Regions from separate parts of the Anser cygnoides genome. Here region 1 is linked to region 2. Evidence: chromatin contacts called from public Hi-C data. All regions are on one chromosome and are shown on one strand. The core of a region is the stretch at or near the end of the contact, and the rest is flanking DNA. Distances in the headings are between cores, read along the strand shown.

Region 1 (3,275 bases), core at 322-2,821, 200 kb before region 2:
AATGAAGATATTTAATTAGACATGTCCCAAGAACAATTCTTAAGGATACCCAGTAGACACCTATTTCTAAACCTCTCCTGATACAATCTGTTGTGTCCTCTTTAATCAGCTATTTATCCAAGTTTGAACTTTTACGCTAAACTTCACCTCCTTCAGGATAAATAGTAACTTCCACTGTTGTATTAAATTACTTGGGTTACTGAAGTCCAAGTAAGTAATTATCTCCCTAAAATAAAACAAACAAACAAACAACAAAAAAACGCTGCCACCTCAACAAGAAAGACTGCCTGGTAGGACTGATCTTTGGTAATGCAATTGAGCCTTTTGACTAATTTTCCATTTACTTTATCACATTTAATTTTTCCTCTCCTTTGAAATGTTTAATTTTTCCTCTCCTTTGAAACACTTACAGAAGTCCTGTATGGTCTCAAAAGCAGAATAATGGTTCTATGGCAGTGTTGTTTTTTTTAGTCCTTGAAAATGTGGAGACCTTGTTTTATTGTGTAGACATTTAGAATTATTTATTAATTTAATATATCATATGTATTATATTATATATTAAATTGTTGTGTGTGTGTGTTTTTAATGACATATGTATTACTCCTAAATTAAAATAAGAATTTGACCCAAGTATGCTGTGACTGGGAAGTGTTGGGAAAACTAGAGTTGACACGTTTCTCACAGTGAGGATTTAAAGTCTATGAAATTCCATCAAGAATTACTTTCATATAGATACTGTCCTGGCCACGTACCATTTGTTGTACACCCAGACATCCTGTGTGTCTCCAGTACTGTGTAACACATTTCATGGTGGCAAAATTTACTGTGGAATTAACCTGATTCATTTCTTAATCAATGCAACTTTTTGATGCTCACACCCTTTACAGAGAAGTAAGGAAAGCTAGCCTTTTAAATCCAAGTTAATTTTAAAGGGCAAATATGATTTAAAAAAAGAACAAAACAACCCAGACAGTCATTTCTGTCACTGAGGCTCTATAAGTTGTACCTGATAAATCAGCTTCATATAATACCTCAGAAAACACTTAGTAGTGTCTTCTGTATGCCTTGTTTGTAAAGCTCTGTTTACTTACTTGTCAGTGTTTGGCTAACTATTAACCACAATTAACCTGATGGTTGGTGTTTTTTGTTTTTTTTTTTTTATCTCTCTTTTTTTTTTTTCCCCCCAAACAAACCAAATATTTATCAGAAAAACAAAACTTATTCAGTAAGCCAAATGCAAATGTTGTCTCAAGCAAGGGAAGAGAGGTCGGGGGAGCAATAAGACGCTTTTTCCACATGCAGTAGTTCTTTAATTATTTCTGGTTGCAGATCAGTGGTAGGTAAGTGGAACAGCAAAATCATAATTTTCTGATAGTTATTGGCTTTATTAAAAGTATTATTTCCATACTGGTATTTAACAGACTTCTGCATTTCAGGGAGAAAAAAGTTGTTTTAAAGACTGGTAGGTGGAAACATTTTAAAATTCACTGTGATGCTAGTAAGCAGTTTTTATTTTCTTTTCTTTCTTCCTAGAGTCTGCTTCCGAGCAGCAAGTACCAAAATATGTCTGGAGCTCAACAGAAGTCACATGCACCAATAACTTCTGCATCCTTTACTAACTTCTCGCTGGCACTCTCCCACACTTTCTCTAACAAAGTTGGTGGTGGCTTCTATCTCCCTTGTCGTGTCCATGGGACAGACCTACAGTGCTAAATCTGCTCTCATGTATGGTTAATACTCTCATCTCCCCCTGCCTAAAAATTGCAAGGAATAAAATGAGGTAAAACCAACTTTTGTGTTAATGGTGTCGAAAGTGGGGCAGGTTACAGCCAAAATAAAAATGTTAAAGTGACTTGAAGATGATACCATAAGTGCACAGAGAATCAGTTTTACTCACATTGTTCTTAGGGGGGTGTAGGTGTTTCAGCAGATATTGCAGACTTCCTAAACTGAGAGTGCAATTTGTAATAAAACATTTCACTTTTCCCAGACGATGCTCCCCTATTTGAGGATGTTTGTGAAAACATCCTGCCAAATCTGTGATTTCACGAACTTATCTACATTGATAACATAACAGTGAATAGTGGCTTATCTGTAGGATCAAGCTGTGTTAAAAGGAGAATGTGAAAAAATGCACATTTGAAGGCTTTCTCTCCCCTGAGAGAGGAGGAAAGCGCATAAATGTGCACAAAACGAACCACATGCCCCAGGCTTTCAGAATCAGACCTTTTCATTTTGTTCTTTCTGAAAATCTGTGAAATCCAATGAGTTGAAAAATTACATAATAAAAAGTTCTATTTGTTAACTGAATTAACTTCACCTTATCTCTTAATAAAGCAAAATTGTGAGATTTGTGCAACGTGCATTAATATTCTCCACAATCCACTGAGCTTCCAGCCTTACTTTTAAATTAGCATATCATGGCTTTCTCAAGGACAATCAGATATTGCTCTCGATTACATCCATGGCAGAACAAAAGTAATGCCACTGACTGGGGCAAAATTATTCCAGAGTTACATGGGCAGCACCATGTAAGGACGGCTTAAATACAATCCATTTAATTAAATCCAAATTCACCATACTTCAACAAGTTATAAGCAAGAAGAAAAATGAGACTGAGTGCACTAGTCTTATTGCCACCATGTGTTATAAACCTGCCTTGGATTCAACATAAGTATGCCCATGCAGTGGGGTTTGGCAGAAAGAAGAATAATTTCCCTCTCCTAACTCAGATAAAAGGTTGGTTTGCAGTTTTGATTCAACAGTCCTTCCAGTAAGATGTTATCCTATAAGAGAGCAGCAGCCTTGAATTCCCCTCTCACTTCCTTAATGGCTTTTGCATTGCGTTTTCACTGCTGCCGTCAAAACAACTTCTTTGGCAGCCGCATCTTCCTGCGCTCCTCAGCCTTAACAGTGACCGCTGTTATCCCCACCAAAGGCATCTGGGACCAAGTGCTCTCCTGGATGAAAGTGAGAGCATCTGTCTTCACCATCAAAGTGAAATCCTTCGCCTTGTTTTTGCAGAGCTCTGAGGCTCTGGTTTAAGTGCTGGGAGAAAGAGGGGATATCATACAGGGCTGCGTATGCAATTATCAGGACATGCATCCACAGTGTGGAGCAGGGAGAAAGAGGCATCCATGAGCCCCATGCTCATGTAAGCCAAAAAGAGACAAACTTGCCCTTAATGTAAACTGTCCTGCAGTTTGTTATTTACTCAGGTACCACTCAGATCTGGGCAGCACCATGTGGGGAAACAAACGTAGCAGTAAGGATAA
Region 2 (3,435 bases), core at 697-3,196:
CCCTTTGCCCTGAGAAAGGAAGAGATGCAGATAGCTCCATTCTTAGGTAAATGCTCAAACTACTACACCATTATACACAACAAAGGAAACAGAGCTCCCAGTACTTTTTGTACTGGCTGTGTGTACCACAGCCGTGGTTGCTGCACTTTGTTCTCAATTAATTTCTGCCTGCACGCACATTAAGTGTATTCAAAGACATCAGCATTAGACTAGGCCCCTCTCTCTCATTTCTGAACTGCTGTTGTGCTACATAAGGTGCTAAGCAGGCAGTCTACATTTTTCACAGTGAGGGTTGCCTCTTGCTCTGTATTTGCACTGCATCCACACAGAGACATTCAAACACCACAGAGGATCTGGATCAAAGCACCTGTTCCATATCACAGAACAATTCTCTGATGGAACCAAGAACCAAGTGGAAGAATCTCCAGTCTTCGGTCAAATATTAACCTATAAACAACATCTACTCCCAAGAGTACAAGTCCCATACTACATACAGGTTCATAATTTACTTTTAACTAAAGAACCTTAAATTAAGATGACACCCATTTTTAATTCTGTGCGCATCCATTGAGGGTTGCTTATTTTTGCTAAGCTGAATAATTATTTAAACTTGTTTTGCTTTATGAAATTGTGAAATTGTTTATGTTCTCTTGAATATCTCCCTCACGTTTCCATTGTAATTCTGCCAAACTTTCTTCATACTCAGCAAAACAAGCATATACTTTTTTTTTTTTTTAATTAGAAAAATGAGAAGACTACACAGTCTCTACAAGAAATTCTCTTTCTACAACAGCATTTCATAGGTCACCTTTCCAGTCACTATAGACACTGTAAACAGTACACTGGTTATCCCTGCTGCCAGAGAGCATTTGTAGATATTTAAAAGAACAGATACTGGAAACTTGATAGCTCATAGCTTCAGTGACCGGCCAGTAAAATTCCAAGATGTATGCCATGATTCATGAGTTGAGACCCTGCTTACTTTAAAGAAAGATGTCTTGACTGAGCAACCCTTAAAGGACAAAAGTCTTCTGCACATTCACAGGAAACCCCCAGATAGTCCCTTTGCTGCCTCTGGGCTTTTCCTGTGTTGTTACATCATATCAGATCACACAGGACTTTGCCCACTAGCCATGAGAGCACATGCCATTGTGCATCACAACGATCATTATCTTCTGGTCTTAGAGCCACGAACAACATATGGTTGAGGACTTCAATTCCTCTTGAGTTAAATTGGCAATCTCTGTGTGCTGAGGCTCAAGGTAAACAAAGACCTCAGGAACTTTGATTTATTGGCACATTCATGAGTGTTTTTGTTTGTTGCCTTTTTTTTTTTTTTTAATTCTAATTTTGGTTTGTTCATGGCTTCCATAAAGCCCACACGTACACATTACACGAGTCACACAGGAGAAAGTTCATTTGCAGGAGTTTACTCATCTCCCAGGGCTGTCTGGCTCAGGCCACTCTGTCATTTCCCCAGCCCCAAGGACAGCTTAGTTTTGTGCAGGTGACTGACCTGCGAGTCACAGGCAAAGTACAGTCAGCTTGTGAGTGGCCTTCAGACACAGGGGATGAGTAACAGAGTACACAGTGAGATTAAAGGAAAGATGGAGAAGGAGTGGAATGAAGGGACCAACAGATTAAACCAGATTAAACCGGCAGGCAACAAAAAGAGTCAACAACAACAACAAAATCTTTAACGGCCTTTTCAATATTTTTTCAATAAATAATTTTATAAAATTATATATCTTAAATAAATAATTATCTTCAATAAATAATTTTTCAGTAACCTTCCTTTGAAACTCGGAGCAGGCCATAGAAATCACAGGAGAACTGCAAAGCAGAAGCAACTCTTCTGGCCCAGTCTCCTGACACAAAGCAGCCAACATCAACAAAATCTCATTTTATATTCCAAAGGGAACATCTACATTTAGAAAAGTTCTTTTTTTAATGTCCAACTGTTGGCAGCTGGCTCATGCCACAATGAATGAGAGCTTATATCCTTTCAATAAGGAATAAAATGATCTGACAATGGATGCTGTTATGTTCCATATAATCACCAAATCCTCTTTAATTCTTGCTACACTCTTAGCATTGCTTCAGGCTCAGGGATTCCGTTGTTTACCTTAGCTTCACATTGCAATTCACTTGTGATATGCTCATGCCCCACCATGAAGATTTGCATGGAATGGGCATGTTGTGGCTGTGTTGAGGCAACACAGAGCTTCTGCAAACGCTGAATGATAATACCTGCATTCAGACACAGCACTAAGCATCACACCTGCCAAAACACAGGTATGATGCTGCATGACCACATCTCTTACTGTAACTACACGCTTCATTTTGCTGAGCGTTGAAGTTTCATTGTATTCTCTGGGGTCTTTTTTCACTGTATCTGTAACTTAAAAAGAACCAAACTCAGAATATGCTCTGTAAAAACAAGCTCCACAATGTGAAGCCTTGATCAAACAACCAACATTATCTGAGGGATTACTAAGGCAGGCACTTCAGGATCAGAAAGCATTTCCCAAATACTCAGCATTTATTTGGAGAGGATGACATTCTAGAACTACACTTTCTTTACCTTTCTTACACTGGAGCTACTGCTTTTCTATGAGATGGTACCATACTAAAATCAGAACGTTATTTGTTGCATGTTTAAGGCAATGAGCTTTCTAATCTTTTCCTCTTATACTTAGTGATAGTTACTCTCTTATAATTTTTACATTATTATTTATTCTTTGCAGGCTGATCTAGCAGACAGGGATGAGTCAGTGTTTACGATGCCTGCCTGAGACTCATAGACACACAGGGTGCACACGTTGCAGTAGATTCACTCTGGGTTTTAAGCAAATCACTGAATCTCTCTGTTTTAGCATAGTGATGGTAATATTCCTAGTTGACAAGAGTGTTACAAAAAGTTCTTTGGATCAGTGTGGCAGCTATAGTCATGTAAACATGTAAGATGCATCTAGTGTTGAGGATGAAAAGGAACTGGTAATCAGTACTCAACGAACACTTCAGCCTTTCACACATTGGTGAGGTGTGTTGCTTACTGGGTATTCAGAAGAATCTGCAGGAAAAATCCTGATCCAGCTGAAATGCACAATGAGACTGATCTTGCTGGGAGCAGGATTTGGTATTCTGTATTTAAAACAAGAGAAGCACGATCTGAGGTAGATTTTGAAATCTTGTCCTCGGGACAAGTCTGTCAACTGGCAGGTGTAGGATGAATCTGTCCAGCCCCAAATGATCTTATGCCATTATGTAACATTAGAAAATGCGTTTGCCATTCTACTCCAGAGCACTGAGTTATACAAGAACCCTTCCCCCATCGCCAAGGCATTGCACAGCCCTGCCTGTCATTATTAATGAGGATCATCTTTCTGTTACATGTCCAGGCTTTTCCTTTCTGATGTGGACTGGTTTGATTCC

The links. Hi-C and Micro-C count contacts between places; a contact is called where the count stands out from the background.
Region 1: a Hi-C map of liver shows a contact between it and region 2, with 1.8 times the contacts expected there. The contact joins two enhancer-like sites. A contact is called at or near these places in 5 of 7 Hi-C or Micro-C datasets (fetal liver, granulosa cells and liver).

The regions. Positions count from the first base shown.
Region 1 is chr2:59,268,822-59,272,096 of Taihu_goose_T2T_genome, reverse strand. All of the region lies in intron 1 of EGFR (epidermal growth factor receptor), which reads right to left. Among named protein-coding and RNA genes, the nearest start is that of EGFR, 95 kb to the right of the region's middle. Within about 2 kb of position 1,571, at least 1 of the 3 cell types and tissues checked has open chromatin away from gene starts, as enhancers often do. A contact at or near this core is called in liver, where this site is marked.
Region 2 is chr2:59,067,077-59,070,511 of Taihu_goose_T2T_genome, reverse strand. No RefSeq gene overlaps it. Among named protein-coding and RNA genes, the nearest start is that of SEC61G, 42 kb to the right of the region's middle. Within about 2 kb of position 1,946, at least 2 of the 3 cell types and tissues checked have open chromatin away from gene starts, as enhancers often do. A contact at or near this core is called in liver, where this site is marked.